Regions from separate parts of the Mus musculus genome. Here region 2 is linked to region 1. A link is a contact called in public promoter capture Hi-C data. All regions are on one chromosome and are shown on one strand. Each heading gives the region's core, a stretch centred on a gene start, on an enhancer-like site or on the middle of the called end of the contact. The rest is flanking DNA. Distances are from core to core; before and after follow the strand shown.

What was found. Promoter capture Hi-C pulls out the DNA fragments that hold promoters and counts their contacts.
Region 2: a promoter capture Hi-C map of pre-B cells shows a contact between it and region 1, with 4 times the contacts expected there. The contact joins the promoter of Lysmd3 here to the enhancer-like site in region 1. A contact is called at or near these places in 4 of 39 promoter capture datasets (cranial neural crest, hippocampal neurons, maxillary cranial neural crest and 1 more), 1 of 484 Hi-C or Micro-C datasets (B cells) and 1 of 115 datasets of contacts at active chromatin or transcription factors (astrocytes).

The regions. Positions count from the first base shown.
Region 1 is chr13:83,605,574-83,612,564 of GRCm38.p6, forward strand. All of the region lies in intron 3 of Mef2c (myocyte enhancer factor 2C), which reads left to right. It overlaps Gm52043 (a long non-coding RNA gene), which reads right to left. Exons shown (of 3, transcript XR_003950628.1): 1 at 1-6,991. Among named protein-coding and RNA genes, the nearest start is that of Gm52043, 16 kb to the right of the region's middle. Within about 2 kb of position 3,753, at least 111 of the 459 cell types and tissues checked have an H3K27ac peak or open chromatin away from gene starts, as enhancers often do. A contact at or near this core is called in B cells and pre-B cells, where this site is marked.
Region 2 is chr13:81,655,048-81,662,038 of GRCm38.p6, forward strand. It overlaps Lysmd3 (LysM, putative peptidoglycan-binding, domain containing 3), which reads left to right and starts at 2,759. Exons shown (of 3, transcript NM_030257.1): 1 at 2,759-2,889.

The DNA.
Region 1 (6,991 bases), core at 2,503-5,002:
CCTTAACTCAAGCATTGTTAAACCAGAAAGAGCTGACAACAAATTTTTGTTACAGTAAACAGATACAAATTAATAATTAATTTCTTCGCTATAAAATTTGCATCCATCCTTTATGTATTATGTAGTTGCTATCGATTTGACTACCTCCTAATCTGTAGGGACTTGAAACAACTTCAGGACTATTTATCTATAATAGAAGTCAAAATAAAACAAGCAAGTTGGTTTAGACAAGATAAATTCCACTTTTGTGTGTATGTGCATATCAGATGCTTCTAATGACAATAAAGTACTGTTAACTACAGTAGTAAAGAAAGCAATAAGGCCATTTTGATTGAGGATAATAGCATTAAATTGGATATATTTTGTGGATTACTGATTCAATCAGGATGGTAGTTACATTTTATTATCAAATATAAAAGTGACCTTTTGGTCTTTATGTTTAAATTTTTATTTTTGACTGTAGATCTTTTTTATTCAAGCAATAATTATTAAATTACAACTACGTACAGAACTCAGCAACACTAGGAAAGAGAGAGAGAAAGGTGTATACAACATGATCGCTGATTCTTCCAACCATCTAGCTAATATAGAAAATGCACGTGTGAACCAACTAGTTTAGACAGTTTAGAGAGACGGTGTGTGGGGTGTCTAACGAGGGCAGCATAGCGTATGTCAGAGAGCAGCAGCTCTGAAAGTACCTGAGTTGTCTGCTTCTCTCTGCTGTATGACTGACACTTTGTCCCTGAGATTGTTTAGGTTCTGTGTCTCAAGGTCAACTTTGCAAACAGGATTAGTAATAATAACGAGTATATAACTGCTGTGACAAGTAAGAACATTTTGAAGACTTGGAACAGATGTCTGGCCCATAGTAAAATTTATAATGAAGATCATAATGATGGTGGTATATGGGACAGACTAATACTAGTAGGAAGCAGAATATTCAACCCTAAAAGTATTATGTATTATTATTGTAGGTTCAAAACAGTAAAATTCTGAAAGGAGCTTCAAAGGCTGTAAGGGAGATCGTTCAAAAGATGAGCTGATTCAGAGCGACATGAGAAGGGGGCAAAGCTAAAAACTACCAGCATGTTAATAATGACACTACATGAACATACAGGGAGGGGTAGGAAAAGGGCAGGGAGGTAGTTAAGAGAGAAGAGCCAGACCCAAGAAACACTAACTGCTCAGTGTGGAATTATATGTGATAAAAACATCACATAACATATGCGATGAAAAAGAAACGATGGACTCAAGCTGGAGAATAGCAGGAAAGAAAACCTGGGAAAGTTTTGAGTAAAATTAGCTATCTCAAAATATAAAGAGTAGAAAATTTTAAAGTGCTAACCTATTTTAATTTGTACAAATAGTGTACGTGTATGTTTTTAGAAAACCCAAAAGCTTTTCTTGTGTGTGTGTGTGAGAGTGCATGTTTGTGCATTGCAAGCTGTTTCAGTGACCGTGTAAATATCTGTGATTGTATGTAAGTCATTTTTAAATGCATGTGATTTCAATTTATACCTATTGTATGCACACGCAATTCTCTGGGTAATATTTATTATATACAGTATACTAAAAATTTATAGAAACTGAGGTCACATATTTAAAGCAATATAAGAATCTGTACATAAAATTGAAGAACTTGAAGTTTCCTAAGAATATGCAATTTTAATAACTATACAAACAGAACAGGCCTCTGTACACATAAAGTATCAAAAATGTAGACCCTTAAGCTTTCTATATACTATAGAAAGTTGGACGCCTGAAAGCCCAGCTTTCTCACTACTGCACTGGCTAACGTGGTACAAGAGGCAGGTACAACCTGGAGACTCACAAACCACGTTTCCATACTTGTATAAACTGCAACCTTGGGCATGTTTCAAAACTCCACTAAAATTCAGCTTTTTAAATTGTAACCTCGTGTTTGGTCTTACTGTGAACATCAACAAGTAATATACATGGCCATTAGCACAAGTAGGGTGTGTGATCTTCAGGCATGCCACACCATTTCTTTTCTTGCTGCTCCCTGTTAGGCAAGTTTTAAAACATTGAACACACACACACACACACTCACACATAACCCCCACACCCCTTATAAGTACTGAACTCTGCAGTAAATTTTGTTTTTACAACTTAAAAATCGTTTTATAAGCTAAGGGTCAGAGTGTGCCTGCCCTACTGTGTTTAAGGACCTGAGAGAAATGAGTACTCAGCATAAGGAGTGAAGTCATTTTGTGAAGTACTTTACATGATAGAGGGATAAATGGTATTTAATGAAGTTCTTCTGACAGTCTACTGATTTTTTTATACTGAGAAAATATGCACAAATGGAAAACTAATCCTATTAAGAAACATCAAAAATAATGTTGAAAAGAAATAAGGACTCCATCTAACAGGGTACCTATCCCAGTTTCTATTAGCAAACTTTGTTAGGGTTATAATTCAATGTGTAGTTTGCCTTCTTAACTGTGTGCCTCTGAGAAAAAGCCTTGTGTGTGAGAGGGGTGGAGTGTGAAGACACTGAACTTTAAAAGCCTGAGAAGGTAATCAGAAATCTAACAAAGAGTTCTTCTCCTCTGCTGCTGCTTCCTTTCTGACTCAAAATAATTAATTTCATTATAATACTAACCAGTCAGAGGTGTTTAGTGTGGTGATCCTGTTAACGATAAAAACACATGCGTGTCCTAAATTGCTTCTAGTGAAACTTTTAAGTGTCTCTGTGCCAACTCCCTCAGTATTTTGATGGCAGTATGATCCATGCTGCTGGAAGGGAGCCAAGCATTTGCTAATGTATTATACATTTGGCTCAGTTCCAGGACAGCAGGTGTTTTAAATATTCCAGTCACACACCCACAATGTATATTGCCACTGGGGGAAATAGCATTTCTAAACCACTGATGTTTACTCTGAGCCACACCTAGTTTGCTCTGTAAGGACAGTGTGGATGAACCGTGATGGGGAAGGAAACTTTCTCTGATTGGAGGTGCAGCAAACAAGTCGTTCTGAAGTCTACATTTGACCACTGGCTCCCAGACCAAGGCACTAGTTGTTAGCAACCAGAAAACAAGTCATCAAAATCCAGAAAAACAGTTCAACACCTTCCATAAGCGAGTTTCTGTGAATAGGAGAAATTCTACTTATATTAGAGAAAATAGTAATAAATTGTATGATAATAAATTGGTAGGTTCTGATTAGAGGGCGAAATCTGTGTGTCATTAGAATCCACCATTCAGTTTGCAAGCAAACTAATGTGGGGGAAAGAAAACCTGACTTTCCTGGGGTTCTAATTTCTAAATTGAAGTGTTTCCTTTTAGAGGGGAAAAAAAGGCAATAATAGCTGTGTGGAAATACATCTACACAGAAATAATTCAGAAAATTATTTCAAAAGTTTTAACTTCCTGCTAGAGATCCACACATGCACAAGAGACAGAGATCTAAGGAGAGAGGGGGGAGAGGGAGGTGAGGGGAAAGGGGTGGCTTGCTGCTGCCACTATCCGCTGCTGTGGCTTTCATAAAGGGATGAAACCTGCAGTCCCAGCAGATGAACTCAGATGCACAGCTTCCATTTCCCTAAGCACAGGTTCCTGTGTCAGATCAACAAACCTTCATTGATCTTTCTCTAACCCTTTGGCCTCAGCAATAACTAATGCACAAGGGCTGGTAAGAGGTTTCTGACTGCCCCCTGCCACCTGCTGTCACCTCATGCTTCATTTCAGTATAGATGGGGCCTCTTTGATGATTGGTCAATAATGCACATTACCTCATGGAAACAGGCTTTGAACTGCAATTTTACTTCCTCTTTTAATGGTGCTGTTTCCTCTCATCTTTCAACTGTGATCTTTAAAAAGAAGCGAGATGTTATTCAAAGCCATGGTGACGGCAAGTTTGAGCATTGTGAAACTGTTAAGTGGTTAGTTAGTGTTATTTGTCCAACAGAGAACTGATGTTAAAGTCCATGCAGAACTCCAAGCATGGCTACGAGAAATGCCTTTAAATATTATACAACATGATTTTATTTCCGTTTCCACAACATCCAGTTTTCCATCTGAGAGACATGGGTATTGAGTGTGCTGTGGTAAGCCTCCAGAGAAAACAGAGAGTTCACAACTGCAGAGACAGTCGGAGACTGTGGGTGGCATTTCTCTGCTGAGTCAGGTCCCCAGGTTTTACCAACAGTGCAGATTTTCTGACAAGATGTGAAAGCCCAAGTCTGTGGTTCTTGAAGCTCTTCTGAAATAGTCCCCTTTTCCTTGCAACTTTGGGAAATTTTCACTTAAGATTTTATTTTTTCCCCCTGTCTTCCTCATAGCTGTTAAAGAAAATTGAGAAGTCTTACACTGGATTCCTTTACATTTCCTATCACCCGGCCTATAAATTAAAACAGCATTCCTTGTGTCTGTGTTAAAATGGGGGAAAGAAGCAGCTCACGTAGCTGTGGATAGGAAAGGAATCCTTAAGATGCATGCAAGTTTTCCGCAAGACCCACAGCACTGTGCAGAGTCCATTATTCGTTTGTTCATAAAAGTATATACTTTCAAAAAAAAAAAGTATATACTTTCTCTTCCACACCCACGTCTTCCCACCCCTCACCTGTCCAGGCGATCAGAAACAAAGAACTGAGCAGTTGGCTTAATCTCAAAAGTGTAGATTCTCACAAAATAAATAATTAAAACGTGTTTTTCTCAGTAACTGAGAATTGGGATTCTTACGAGGAGCATCTTACTAATCGCAATAGCTCTGCACGTGGATGCCCCCAAGTCAGCCTACGTGTCTTAGACCACACTCCCTCTCAGCCTCAGGAGCTAAAAGAAATACGATCTTTCTGTCCCTTCCTTTCAGCCAGAGAGATACTACCTAGCTGCCAGAGAAGGGGCTGTCCTCTCTATCCAGTGGTCACTGGAGTATCAATGAGGAAATAGTATAGATAAGATTACATGTTAGAACATACATTTTATTATAGATATTGCCCTTGGTGGAAAAAAATTATCAGGCAAACTGGTCAAAAGTTACATAGATATGATTTTCATGTTTTTGTGTGCTTGTTGAAAGACTCAACCCAGGTAGGTTCTTGCATATACTAGGGATACACTCTACCTATGAGCTGTGTTCCCTGTCCCTAGGAAATCTTTATTAAGAGACAATCTGGCAGCAGCACAGTTCTAAGACAAATACCTTACTAAATCCTTGGAAGTAAGCAGTGTAGTTCACACACAGTACATAAGCTTGCTTCTATAGTAACTATCTTGGGATTTTTTTTCCTAAACCATTGGCATCCATGGAATGGCAATCATAGTAGATCTCCACGTATCTACTATGACACTACTATATAGTGTGTGTGTGTGTGTGTGTGTGTGTGTGTGTGTGTGTGTGTGTGTGTGTATCCATGCAAGGATGCAAGTATGCATGGATAAACTCTTGACAAAGATAATTGCTCCACAAATGGTAGGTTTTATTGCTGAGAAATACATTCAATTAAAATATTAAGATTAATTTTTTGATAGTAAAGAAAGATTGATTTAGTTTCCTCTTTGTGAACAGAAGAAAAAATATTTTCATGATTATCTGGTAAAGTCTATGGAAGAAATGATTGTGCAAATAAACATTTGTAGATTTCACCAATAGACTAATAAAAATCACTAAGATTTCATAAGCTATAAAAATTGAAATGTCAAGCTTAAAAGTCAGGTTGCCGAACATTTCCATGGACAACTGAAGCTATTGTGATGAAAACAAGCAACTGAAGCCGATAAGAATGAGAAACCTAATGCCTGGAAACTCCTCAGAGAAGGCCATCTTGGGCCAGAGGACAGAGTAGGCTATGGCTGACAGCCTCCGCTTAGTTGCTGTGAGTTAGAGATCAGACTGAGCCACTGCCCATAGTGAAGGTCACAGTGGCTTGTGATAAAGCTGTATGTTAGATCTTAAAGTACAAAGCTAACAGGACAAGAAGCTGACTGACACATGTAACAGTGCTTTGTGGCCTCGTTATCTTGGCCTTGCCTGTTTTTGACAACACTACAACATTGTCATTCATGCTTTCCTTCTCTCCCACCCAAAGTCTGTCTGTCTGCCTCTGTGTCTATCATCATGTTCTTTGTAATCTGCACTGTCATTATTCCTTTTCTTCAACGTTCTCTCTCTACACCTTTCCCCAATGAAGTCTTCAGTGATCTTTCTGACTCTTGGAGCATCCATTCGTGATGAAAGTAACTGAATGAAACCTTAGTCCTACTGTTTGTATAAAATGACATCATGGAAATGTAATTTTATCAACTGTGATTTGTTAAAAGTTTTGGAACCTTTGCAGATATAGATATCTATCTATCTTGATTCTTAAAAGTATCAAGCTAGAAATTTTTAAGCTTGCCCATAAATGAATAACAGTGATTTAGCCTGTATAGGTCTTGCTCAGAATATATTAGTGATACTACCAGGCTTTCCAAGTCACTTTTCTACGAAATGTGCTCCATTTATAAGTATTTTATCTACAAGAAAAGCTCCAAGTTTTTACAATGACTTCACTAGATGTTTTCCGACTCTTTTGTTCTATTACTTCATCCTATTTATTCTAATCCTTATACTCAATTTATAACTGCCTATGCTAATAAAAACTGGCTCTCCACTTTAATACTGTAAAAATAACAGGAACTGGAGTATGAATCTAATAGACAGGAGCCTCCAAATAACAAATGATCCAGCCAACCTCAGGGCATGTCCCAGTGGAAAGCTGAGCTGAGAGTCCTATTTCGGAAATGCTACTGGCACTTTTGATGTTGGTCCTAGAAGCACTGTTCAGTTATTTAGCTAGTGCCAGATGGAAATAATTATATTGTTAAGAAAGCAAATAGTGACCTTTTGATTAATGGATTCAAAATCTACATTAGCTCATGAAATTCTAAGGAATCTGTTCTTTCCCAGGTATGAGGAAACTCAGTTAAAAGGCACAGCTGTGCTCTCTGGAAGCTGGGTTTGGAATGAGGAATGGGTAGGAGGT
Region 2 (6,991 bases), core at 1,509-4,008, 2.0 Mb before region 1:
AAAGGAAAACACAGTGTATCTCTTATGTAACTGTATTTTTTTAATCTTTAAAATGCATTTTGGAAATCTTTTTACATGTATATAGTCGTAAATGCCCCCCCAACCTAAATTCATCTGAGAAGAAGGAACTCAAGTAAGAAAATGGGTCCAGAGAACAGGGTTGTAGGCAGGCCTCTAAGGTACTTGTTTAAATTAGTGATTGATGAGGAAGGACCCAGCCCATTGTGGTGGTCCTGGATTCTATAAGAAAGCAGACTGAGCAAGCCATGGCGAGCAAGCCAGTAAGCAGCATCCCTCCATAACCTCTGCATCGGCTCTTGCCTCTGGGTTTCTGCCTTGTTTCAGTTCCTGTCCTGACTTCCTTCCATGATTAACAGCAATTTGGAAGTGAAACCATTTCCTCCTCTTCTTGCTTTTTGGTCATGGAATTTTGTCACAGCAATGGATACCTTAACTAAGACAGGTGTCCCGTTGTCCTGCTGCTTAAGTCCTCTCAGACAGAATTGTCTACGGACTGTGAAGCTCCACTGGTGGCCAGCAAGTCCCAGTGGTCCTTCTGAATTCACTCTCCTGGACCCCAGAACCCAGAAGGTTACAGGCACACATGCAGCCATGTCTGGATTTTTATTTAGGTTTTCTGCTCCAAGCACATGTTCTTATGCCCAGGATTTTGTTTTTTAAAAAAGAACTAAATCTGCAATGGCTGGAATATATTTCTCGTACATATTCCTTTTCGGAGACAAATTTATTAATAAATCTGTAAAGAAAGAGGAATCTAAATCTTTTGATCAAGTACTATATTGTTTTAAGGAAGTCAAAGGATCCTGCTATTCCTTTGAGGAGCACTCTGATTGTTTTTCCTTTTGACATTAATCTGATAAACATTCCTAAACTTATTTGTTAAATCTGATTCAAGTGTTATGTGTCAGTGAATTTAAGGCAGGTACTAAGCAAAGTTAAACCCTAGTTAACTTTATTTTTAATTTTAATGCATTTTAGCAAACAGTGCTCCTCACAAGTGGTATCAATTTACTCTCTACAACACTGCATTTACTCTGTCTCAGTCTAAATGTTAGCTATAAAACTACAAATTCCTAGAATCATGTACTTCTCAACTGAACAATTTTAACGGACAACATAGCAGATGAGATCTGAAAAAAAACCTACTACTTTTGGCCTTCGGATTGCTGAGAACACCCTCTTTTCCAAAGACAAATACTTGTTCTTACCGGCCAACTTTCTGGAACTCAGCCAACATTCGTGGCTAACTGCTTCTTTTGTATAGTCTAATAATAAAATATACACATAGTGTGCCCTTTTGGTAAACAAATACTCGATTTTAGTTAGATACAAACAATCATTCAAAAGCTTTGCAGATCTCGTGTAGGATGTTTCTTCAAAGCAAACAGGTAGTAGTCCTGAAGAAATGCTTGGAATTCGTTCTCCCTCAGACTCTCCCAAGGATTCCATGGCCTATTGACATTAAAATAAGAAAAGTAACCTACTTGCAAAAAGACGGTTGCATTCCATTAACATTCATGAGGCCTGAACAGCCGAGGCCCTACACATCAAGAACGGAATATATCCTTTGTCTCCTGATGAGAAAATGTCTCCGTGATAAATGGTTACAGACAGCGGTGTCACAGGGGCAAGAGCTCAAAGAATAACTTGGGCAAACTTTTTTTTCCCCGGTTGTCTTTGCCTGGAGTTCTTTGTAGCATTGTTCAGCACAGTGCCTTGTCCTTTCAAGTAAAAGGCGCTTATTGCAATGTAAGTAAAATCCCAGTCCTTGCAGAGGCACTTCTCAGAAAACCAACCGACCAAGGAACCAACAGAACAAACAAACAAACAAACAAACAATCAAACAAAAAACCCTTTGGAAATTGGAACAGCGTTCCAAAGGCTTTATAATTACTAAGTATTCGGACTGTAAAGAAAAGTGTGGTACGTCTTTAGGCAATGTTGACCTAAATGGGTAAGCATTTAGTCAAGTGCATTGTCGGTCGTCAGCACAAAACACCAGGTGCACCTTTAAAATGTCATACATCATTCGCATAAATACAAACACTGTATTTACCACTTCGGCAAATTTCTAAAAAAAAAAAAAAAAAAAAAAAAAAAAGTCAGAAGAGAGGTATTTATTTCACTGCCATAGATAGTGCAACACCAATGGCGTCCTGTTAATTTTCAAATCCAAGTAGGTTAGTTACAAGTTGTTGACAACTTTGTCCCATCAAAGTGCAGCTCCAGGGCACTGTGAGCTTAGCTTGGCTAGGTGGCTCACTCTGCTGACCTACAGACCCAAGGCACTCTGCCTGTCTTGTTTGCTGCTCTAGGGCTCGTTCGATATGGTAAAGCACGGCCCAGTGTTTTTGCTTTCTTCTGCCCCACCGAGAAGAAAGTGCCAGATACAGAGCATTAAGAAATGCACAGCGGCTCTCCATTGGCTCTTCCTCAAGCATGCCCTCCGCTCAGTACGTTTCTTAGCCAGGAGGACCCGTTGGGTTTAGATTCACAGACTGCAGGAGTCCAACACGGCCCGGCGGCCCCCGGACGGGCGGGGCTAGAGGCGGGGCTGAAATCAGGCCCCGCCCCGGCCGCATCGGCGCGCCTGCGTGCTGGCGTGGGCCTGCGGTTGGCCGCGGGGTTCTGGGTTCCCCGCCTCCGCCCGCGCCCTCGCACCTCCGCCTACTCTACGCGATGACGCACCGCAGGTTTGCGGACGTGGCGGCGGCTGTCGGTGCGGAAGGCGGGGACGGCGGCGACGGCGGCGACGGTGGCAGAAGCGGACCCAGACACCGGAGAACCTAGAGTCGGTCATGAACGTCTCCGGGGCCGCGGCTGTGGTGGAGGACATAACCGTGTCGCCGCGCCCCTGCTAGAGGACAGGTGACGGTGGCTGTGGGGCGGGGCGGGGCAGGACGTCGATCGGGGGGTCACCGTGGGGCGCTGTCCCCGGTTCGGGAAGGACTCTTACCTCCCGGTTTTGGGCAGCCCTTTCCGGGCCATTCTGCCTGTCCCCTTAGCATCTGCTCCGAAGCGTCCCAGTCTGACGCGGCGACTTAGAAATCAGAGATGTAATCTTTGCGGGGGACGTCCGGAGGAAAGGGAAAAATAAAAATAAAAGCGAGTGGAATGGAAGAGGGAGGAAGTTTGCAGTTGTTGCTTAGGTTTAAAATTGGCCCTGGAGAATAGGATCGGGGTGATTCTGTCCTAAGTGCTGAACTGGCTTGTGCCCTGTGAGTCTTCTCTTGCTCCCTGCCGAAGGTCAAGACCAAATATTAATATGCAGCAATTAATATGTAGTACCTAGGGATTTGAGAGGTCGCTTTCCGGTCTAGACCGGGTGGATGAAAACATGCTCACGATACCCATTGATGATCACTTTCAGGACGTTTGTCAGCAGTGCAGTATGCAACATGTTCTAGTTTTCTGAAGCCATAGATTCCATAGATAATTCAGAGAGGTAAAGAGAATTGAGGCTGATGGCTTTGATTCCGTGTACTTTCTAATCTTTAGTAGATTGACATGTCATTACCTTACTGGGCCAAAGTGCAGCTTGGCACTTGGATTACAGATGAACAGTCAGACCGTAGTGTCCAGATTGTTTATTTTGCTTTCCTGTCATTTTAGAGGAATAGAGACAGATGCGCGAAGACGGGAGTCTTTTGATTCCTGATTAAGACATGGTGAGGGAAAGACTGATAGAAGAACACATTGTTTCAAATGGCTTCTGGGTATTAGTCAGTAATTTCAGAGAGCTGTACTAAGAATGGGAGGGAGAGCGCTTTAGAGGGATAGCATACCTAAGGCAACGTAACCACCCATATGCATTGCTTTAGATCTAATCTTTTCTGCTTTTGATGGATGCTTTTGAGGATCTGAAACAGATACTTCCTGAGGTAGTACATGTATGTATGTATGCAACTTGCTACTGGTTCCACAAAACTGACAGACATCCTCTACATCTAAGATGTGGGCTTTTTATTTTGTTTTTAGAAAAGACCTAGATAAGGGAGTGCAAGCGTCCTTGTAGAAACAGGTGTGCTCCTTACTTTAAACTGAGATGTGAAACGTGGCTCTCATTTAGCTTGGATCTGTCAAATTTGGAGTGGTTTTTGGCAATAGTTTAGCCCCTGTGGGAGCAGCTGAAGCAAGCTACTAATATAGCTGTTAATAAATTATCTAAATAGAGACTTTTCAACTTTTAAAGATATACAGTGTCCCTGTAAAGCAAGGTCAGAAACTGGATTTTAAGGGCTGGATTTTATGAAATGAAATAGGTATGTTTTTACATAGAGAATATCATCTTTTTGTTGTCTGAGTTTTAGTTGTCTCCTGCCACCCTCCCTTGTCTGTTTGTTTTTTATTTTAGTTTTCGTTTCTTTTCATCCATCCTTCTAAACCCATTTTGCATTCCAGGATCCATGCATAATTTTTTGATGGTTTCTCTCCTCCCCCTCCCCACCCCCCGCACTGCTTTTCCAAGTTTGCTGGAAGATGTTATCTTCACTGAGATAAACACACTTGTGTGTTTAACATTTGTTCTGCTGTCTTTGAGGAATTTATTATGATTGACCTAGTTTGCTTTCTGTTGCTGTGATAAAAACCATAACCAAAAGCAACTCTTATAAGGACATTTAATTGGGCCTGGCTTACAGGTTCAGAGGTTCAGTCCAGTAAGTCAAGGCAGGAAAATGGCAGCATCCAGGCAGGCATGGTGCAGGAGGAGCTGAGAGTTCTACATCTTCATCTGAAGGCTGCTAGCAGAATACTGGCTTCCATGCAGCTAGGATAAGACTCTTAAAGCCCATGCGCACAGTGACACACCTACTCCAACAGGGCCACACATTCTAATAGTGCTACTCCCTGGGCCAAGCATATACAAACTACCACAGTGGGTTTCTTCGGCTTATACATCTCCATCCATCCTTGAGGGAAGCCAAGGCAGGCACTGAGAGACCGTGGTGGAGGATGCTGCTTAGTGGCTTGCTTTCCATAGCTTGCTCAGCCTGCTTTCTTATACAACCCAGGACCATCAGCCCAGAGGTGGCATCACAGAGGGCTCTTCCATATCTGTCATTGATTAAGAAAATGTTATCTCAGTTCCCCCCAACCCCCAACGCCCAGATTTGCCCTCAGGCTCCTCGGATGGAGGCCTTTTCTCAACTGAAGTATCCTTTCCTTTTCTCAGAGGACTCTAGTTTCGGTCAAACCGACAAAGAAAACTACCCGAAAAATAGCCAAAGCCCATCTCTGTGCAGCTCTTCTGTCCTCCAGGTTGTAAGAGAACGGTACTATATTTAGCTGTGGAGACTTTTTAACTTCTTGTTTGATGACTGAGATACATTGGAGTTTGAATTTTGTTTTATCTGCAAAAGCCCCTCTTACTCCATCTTACTCTTACATGGATAATAATGGGGAAGCCAGTACTGAATGAGAAGTCAGTTGTTTTAGGTTCCAGTCTCTTTTTAATGAGAATTGGACCAAATTGATGAAGATGTGCTGATAGTGACTGTATTAGTTAGGGTTTTACTGCTGTGAACAGACACCATGACCATGGCAAGTCTTATAAAAAAAAATTTAATTGGGCTAGCTTACAGGCTCAGAGGTTCAGTCCATTATCATCAAGGTGGGAACATGGCAGCATCCAGGCAGGCATGGTGCAGGAGGAGCTGAGAGTTCTATGTCTTCATCCAAAGGCTGCTAGTGGAAGACTGACTTCCAGGCAACTAGGATGAGGGTCTTAAGCCCACACCCACAGTGACACACCTACTCCAACCAGGCCACACTCCCGGATGGTGCCACTCCTTGGTCCGAGAATATACAAACCATCACATTCCATTCCCTGGCCCTCATAGACTTGTTCAAAAACATGAGTCTATGGGGGCCGTACTTAAACATAGCATAATGCAAAATGCATTTAGTCCAACTTTCAAAGTCCTCATAGCATATAGCAGTCTCAACAATGTTAAAGTCCAAAGTTCAAGGTCTCTTCTGAGATTCATCCAACTAATTAACTGTAATCCCCAAAGCAAGACAGGAAATCAGCTGGGCAAACTCCAAACTCTGCATCTCCATGGATGATGTCAAAGCAGTCTTCAGATCTCCACTCCTTTTTCATATTTGTTGACTGTAACAAACTGCTTTATCCTGGGCTGGTTCAACTCCCTGTTAGCAGCTTTCCTCAGCATGTATCCCATGGCTCTGGCATCTTTAACATCTTTGAGTCTCCAAGGCAATTTCAATGTTACAGCTTCTTGTTTCAGTGACTGGGAGTCCACTTGATCTTTTGGACTCCTCCTAAGGGCTGGCATCACTTCTCCATCTCTGTCCTCTGTAGCACTCTATGCTCAGGTTGATCCACTCCACTACGGCTGCTGTTCTTGGTGATCATCCCATGGTACTGACATCTACAATATAGTGGGGTGTTCCACTCCAACTAGGCTTCACCAATAGCCTCTCATAGGCTCTCTTCAGGGTACCAAGCCTCAAATCCTTTGCATGACCACTTCAGTCCTGGGCCATCAACTACAGCTGAGGCTATACCTTCTCCAGTGGCCTTCCATGACCTCTCACAGTGCCAAGATTCAGCTGTTCTTCATGATCCCTTCATGCCTTCAAAACCAGTACCACCTGGGTGATTCTTACATATTATCAAGTCCAGCTGCAGCGCGAGGTACAACCTTGGCTATCTCTGGAACACAGCTTCTTTGTGCTCCCAGAAAATACTTCCCAGAAGATTTCACATCAGTGATGCTGGTCTCTTCATAATCACTGCTAATTTCTTAGCTCCAGCTAACCAGCATCAATTGTCCCAGCAGTTCCTAGAGCCAGAGCCACATGGCTGAAGCTGCAAGTTCTGCTGCTTGCAGGAATTAGAACATGACCTGCTTGTACTATTACATTGTCACTGGCTTTCTGTTTTCCAAATCCTTCACTGCCTAAGCTTGGATATCCTGGGTCTTGCTCTGTAGATTGGCCTTGAATG